Regions from separate parts of the Zea mays genome. Here region 1 is linked to region 2. A link is a contact called in public Hi-C data. All regions are on one chromosome and are shown on one strand. Each heading gives the region's core, a stretch centred on a gene start, on an enhancer-like site or on the middle of the called end of the contact. The rest is flanking DNA. Distances are from core to core; before and after follow the strand shown. Region 1 holds the start of LOC732729 (putative protein phosphatase 2C 9). Region 2 holds the start of LOC100272535.

Region 1 (3,200 bases), core at 141-2,640, 130 kb before region 2:
TTTGATTTATTCGGGATTGAAACTCACTCAATCTCACCCAATCCACATGGATTGAGAGCAAAACGAACAAGTCCTAAAAGGTGCGCTAATGAAAGGAGGAGCAACTTCTATGGGAAGAGCTTCCATGGTTAGGGAGTAAGTTGGTGGTAGAGTCATCATTGTAAATAAGAGGACCATCAATGTAAGATGGAGTAGTGATACATAGGATCGGGATATAGATATGGAAACATATGTTGGTAATAGAGGAATCGTACGGTAGAAAGACAGTCGAAGAAGATCTCCCACACCGATAGGGCGCGTCAGAATAGTTATGAAGGTCGGTTGTTGATCAAGTTAATGAAGGTTTGAAACTTTGGACTAAATTTGAGATTTATATTGAAATAGAGAGTCAGATGCTAGGATAACAAAAGGACGAACGAATTAGAAAGTGAGAGATGCAAATGAATCTAAACATCCCCTATTTCATAGGTCGAATGCCAAGGCTTTAAATTTGACCATTTTTCATTTTTTTATACTCCCGACAATTTAAAATAGCTAGCTCACTGTGAAATACACCACGTCGTTAAAGGTGATCGATATCGACCGGTTCGGTCGATACCAACTGAGCCATTAAACAAGAAGACGACAGGTAACTGATCGATCGGTACCGACCCAATGGTTCAATGGCCCGGTCGGTAGAACCGATGGTTATCGACCGGGCCCTAATTCAACGTCGTTGGTACTATCCTGATCAATCGACCATTCGATAGTATGCTACTTACTACTAGCAGGACCACATCAATAGGAGCTGCCATATTGCATCTAGGCTCGCATGTTTAATACTCTCTCGGTCCTAAAACTTAATTAATTTTCGATTAAACATACATTCATTAATTAACTTATGAATATAGTTAATATATATATCTGTATTTATTATCATTTATTTGAATGTGAATAGAAAAAAGAGGGTTAGAAAAAACTACTCTGTCCTAAAATATAATTTGTTTTAGTTTTTAAATACATTTATTGATTAACATATGAATGTATTTTGTTTATATCTATTATTATTTATTCGAATATGGATGAAAAAATAAAACTAGAAAGAACTATATTTTATATTCTGATGTAGAGATAGTATATTTTAGGGCGGGGAGTAGTAATAATTTGATTGAAGGAAAAAAAATGAACCGGGGCCTGACTTCACGCTGGGCAGTGGGCACTGGGCACCCACCGGGCACCGGGGGCAGGACCACATTGAGTACCCGAAATTAATTTGCTGCCTGGTGTGGGTCAAACACTAACTCCCGGTTGACCATTCCAACAGGCCCCACCCGCTAACGGCGACGACGACTGCTTCCCCAGTGGGAGACCTGCAATCCTCAGCCACCTGCCCCTCCCCCTCCCCCATCTCCGTTCACCTCTTCCCCTCTTCCCTACCTTCCTGTATTCGCGGCGTCGAGTGCCGCCGCCCTTCGCCGGCGCCGAGCACGGAGCAACGCACCAGGTACGCCCCCCCCTCTCTCCTCCCTCCCTTCCTGCTCCTCAAAATCGAGCACCGCAAACCAAACCCTAGTACAAGCTGTAATTATTCGGATCTGACCCGGTTACATGGTGCATACTAACTCGGGGTTTCTGCAAAAATTATCGGGTGTACGCGTGTACACTCATGTCCTATGCTAGGTCCGCCCGTGGTTCCAGCGGAGGTCTCGCTGATTGTTGGGACTTACGGATTTCTCGCCTTTTTTTTGTTTCTAAAAGTTTCAGTACCTGGATTCGAACTGAGAGTGGATTACGAAGTCATGGCAAGGTTATGTTGCTTCGGCGCCGGTTGCTCCGATGTAAGTCCCACTTTTGATCGGTTTCCGCGTCTTTTTTTTTGGGCCACGGATATACTAGCATCTCTAGAATTTTTGTCAATTACTTTTGTGTTTCAATCACTAATACAACAAGATACTGACTTTCTCCTGTTTATAAGTCAAATAAATCTGAGGTTTCTGTTAAGGTTTAGTTTTTTCTTTATCCTTTCATCTTATAGCTGAACTTGAAGTGAAGAAAATATTATGTTGAAGTAATATGTAGTATGCTCCTTTGGCACTAGTAATAACAACTAGTGACCAATATTGACTTGTTGGCATGAAATACCATTATTATGCTAGCGTCTAGCGACACGAGTTGCACTAAACATAATCTCTCCAGTCTCCACCTGTAAGCGCTCCAAAAAAAGATGTTCATGAGCTGTCATTATTCATGAAACTTGTGAGTAAGCTAGGAGCTCTGCAAATTGCAATCTGGCTTGTGTTAGCACTTCAGCCCTCTTGCTGATTGTTCTGCTTGTATGCAGTTCACGGGGCAAGGGTCAATAGCATCCGGTAAAGGGAAAGGCTGTCAAGGGCAAGTCAAGATCTGCTATGGATATAACCTTGTAAGAGGGATGACGAATCATCCAATGGAGGACTATCATTTTGCCGAACTTGTTGATGTCAAAGGAAACGAGCTTGGTCTTTTTGCTATTTATGATGGTCATTTAGGGGATACCGTTCCTATGTATTTACAGAAGAATTTATTTACAAATATTTTGAATGAGGTAAGTTTTAAGCTTTTGTTTCAACAGCTCTTAATTTGCTAGCTGTGTGGTTATCATAACCTTGTCATTCTATTTTAGGAAGAGTTTTGGACACACACAGATAGAGCGATTATAAAAGCGTATGAAAAAACAGACCAAGCTATTCTGTCACATACTCCAGATCTGGGACAAGGTGGCTCCACTGCTGTAACCGCCATTCTTGTGAACGGCAGGAAGTTATGGGTAGCTAATGTTGGCGATTCAAGAGCTGTTCTTTTGAAAGGTGGTGAGCCCATACAGATGTCGATAGACCATGATCCGAATGTTGAGCGGAGTGTAATCGAAAATAGGGGTGGTTTTGTTTCAAATATGCCAGGTTTGTCCTCATTTTTTACTCTTTAAGCACGATACCCTGATTTAATTGACTGGGGTGCCTTTTTCGATATTTGGTTCATTGTCGGAAGCATTTGAACATGTGAAATACACAATCTTAGTGAAACATTTTTTATGGAATCTTATTGAATGGCTATTAGGTGTTGGAAAAATAAAAGGTGTTTACTAGCCAAGTTCAATAACATAATTTATTTAATCTTTACTGCAAAACAGAAGAACAAGTCTCCCTTAGTGGAGATAGCTGTACATACAGAGAGAGCCTCAT
Region 2 (3,106 bases), core at 447-2,946:
GGAATAACGCAAGCTACTAGCTCATCGATAGGTCTCTGCACACTGGTCGTATACACCATCAATCGAACAAACCAATCCATTTATCAATTCTTTTTTACTTTATTGCCTTAGGAGTATCTAGTAACGTAGCCTTCTTCGTCTCAATCTTCACCTCTCTATGTCGTTTAGAGGCCTCTTGGGTGGCCTGCCTACCCCAAGACAAACCCTAAGATCTCTCCTCCGTGACACTGTCCCTCTAGGGGCCGAGATCCACGTGTCGTGTTGGCGAACGCTGCCACCCAGCGCACACGCGAACCGTCCGACCACCAGACGCGGACCGTCCAACTCAGCGCAGGAATCCCCGCTCCTGCTGTTAAGTCGTGGACTGTCTGGCCTTAAACCACAGACTGTATGCACGACGCAGAGGGTCCGCCGGGCGGAACAACTCGTAGTGATTGGCGACTAGATCGACACCGACACTTTGTTTCAATAAAACAAAATAATATGTGTTCCGTTTGTCAGACGGTGTGTAATATTGAGTCAACAACTAAGGTTTGAACCTACACTTGTGCATAATTTTAACTTACTTTTTGCATAACCATGGACGTGGGCGTTAATGTTTGAACCACATGTTAGATTAGAAAGAAGTATATGCTTTTTTTTAAAATAATGACGATAGAAACCAGAAAAACTAGTGCTTTAGGTCTTCTTTGGATCAAATGATAATTTCGTGAATCCTAATTTTTTCTGTGTTTTTTAAAGTAATTTATGTGAAAATTCTATATTATCTTTGTGAAATTTAAGGGTTTCAAAGGAGGCGTATAGTAGTAGAGACAGATACTATAATTGGAACAGCGGTGACACGCATTTTTTTTAACATTTCAGTTCACAGTATCGTTTTGAAATTTAGAGGGGTGTTTGGTTTGTAGGGACTAATGTTTAGTCACTACATTTTATTTCATTTTAGTTCCAAAATTACCAAATATAGAAACTAAAACTTTATTTTAGTTTCTATATTTAGCAATTTATAGACTAAAAAAGAATAAAATGAATGGACTAAGGGGTGTTTGGTTTCTAGGGACTAATGTTTAGTCCCTTCATTTTATTCCTTTTTAGTGTATAAATCGCTAAATATAGAAACTAAAATAAAATTTTAGTTTCTATATTTGATAATTTTGGAACTAAAATAGAATAAAATCTAGGGACTAAACATTAGTCCCTAAAAACCAAACACCCCATAACTCTAGAAACCAAACATCCCTTACCATACTAAAAATATGAATGAGAATGAAAAAGGTACGAACGCGGACAGCAAATTTCCCCATTTCTCTCCCCTCCTCTAGGGCTCTAAAGCGACCGCGAACTGTATCTCCTCCCTCGCCATTTCCCAACACCCTCCTCCATCCCCCCTCCTAGGCTCACCAAGTCACCAGTCACTACCACTCCGCCAGCCAGGCGCTCCCTCCATTTCCGACGCGGCGCGCCGAGGTCTGCACGGACGCGCCTCGGTCACTCCGTCTTCCCACCTCTCCGGTCTCCGCTGGTCGTGGTCTCGAGTTCCCTCGCTTGCTTACGGGAGGCAACGACACGACCCCGATTCGAGTGGCGACCGGGGGAACCGCGTCTTCGTTCCGTCGGGGGCCGCCTCCGGGTACTCCATTCTCCGGCCCCGCGATTCCCTTCCTCGCCTGCTGCTGAGGATCAAGTCCTCTTCTAGTAAGACACCGCGGGCTCCAGGAGGCGCGGCCCAGGCTGCTGATCCTCGCCCCTGGACCGGTAGACACTGTGGTGGTGACTGGTGAGTGATTTTCTTTAGCTAGGGTCTGGACATGATAGTTAGCACTGGACTATAAACCAGAGCATAAAATTGGACATGACAGGACCGAGTCATGAAACAAAAAATATCAAATATTACATTTATTTTACATGTATTATCACAATTTAGTTAATCTATGGTCATGTATACCGTGTTCTTTTAATTTTATCATATTGCATATGAAAATTTTGGCTAGGACTACCTTGTTTCAAATCCTGCGTTCACCACTGCTGCCTCGTGTCACGTCACGCCCACCCCAACCCTATTCTGTGTGCCGTGGTGTGGGTTACCCAGATTCATGGTTGCTTGTTTGTCTTGGACCGTAACTGGTAGTTGTTCCAGGCTGTTGTGTTTCACATCATGGGGATAATGATAATACCTTTTTTTTCTCTACTTGATTTGCAAGCCAGCGCTGCTGATACATTTTGTTACTGCTGTGGCGTGTTTTTGGTAGTAAGGGTTGTGCTGTGCATTTTAGCTTCTAGCGGGTACACCTGAGTCTGCTGGCTCTTTGCAGTTTGAACATGCACCAAGTTTTTTGGCACCAGCTTTAAATGTTCTTGTAACAAAGTATTCGAAACATAAGAACAATTTACAAGCCGTTGGGATTTAAGGAAATGTGCTTAGGTTCTTAGAATTCAAAATTTCAAATGGCATCCTGACCTATCTTGCAGTGTCTCCTTGCAGAAAGTTACATGGAAATCCCTAAATGACATGCCCTGTTAGAATGACATATTGCTAAAAAGCACTCCTTCAAAATATAGCTACTGCTGGATTTTGAAATAGTATGCCAGTCAATGCTATTAGATATCGTTGTTTTGATTCCGAGTGTGTTTTGTGTAAGGGCTCTTACTCCTTTCTTCTTACATACACAGCTCTCCTGCGTTGTCGAGAAAAAATGTTGTTGGATATAGTTAGGGTTAAATGTAGTGGCATAGATTCATCCTTGGGACATTTTGATTCTCACCACACTAGAAGATACTGGGGATAGCTCAATGCTTAAATCATGGTAATCGATTTAGGACCACCAGGTTTCTTGTGGCATGTTAAAAAGCCCCAAAGCGCCAACTTGTTCTATATAATGTATTATACTCGTTCTGTTCTCGTTAAACATGTTACATAGCCGCAGAATAATATTGCATCTTTAAATTTAGTAGCATTGATATACCCTATCATATCTTTTGCCTGTCCATGCTGAAACTGAACTCAAAGATCACTGAAAATAAAATTACTCGAGGAGATGAGGAAACTGATAGATTGGGGGCCAAATGAAATGAGATTTTTTTTATAATCATGGCATCACCTTCTGCA

The links. A called contact is a pair of places that touch in the nucleus more often than the background predicts.
Region 1: a Hi-C map of leaf shows a contact between it and region 2, with 5 times the contacts expected there. The contact joins the promoter of LOC732729 here to the promoter of LOC100272535 in region 2. A contact is called at or near these places in 4 of 25 Hi-C or Micro-C datasets (ear, endosperm, leaf and 1 more).

What each region holds. Positions count from the first base shown.
Region 1 is chr10:145,835,796-145,838,995 of Zm-B73-REFERENCE-NAM-5.0, reverse strand. It overlaps LOC732729 (putative protein phosphatase 2C 9), which reads left to right and starts at 1,390. Exons shown (of 6, transcript NM_001309487.1): 1 at 1,390-1,483; 2 at 1,738-1,817; 3 at 2,321-2,563; 4 at 2,642-2,918. The coding sequence starts at 1,779.
Region 2 is chr10:145,703,236-145,706,341 of Zm-B73-REFERENCE-NAM-5.0, reverse strand. LOC100272535 reads left to right here and starts at 1,696. Exons shown (of 21, transcript NM_001358365.1): 1 at 1,696-1,777.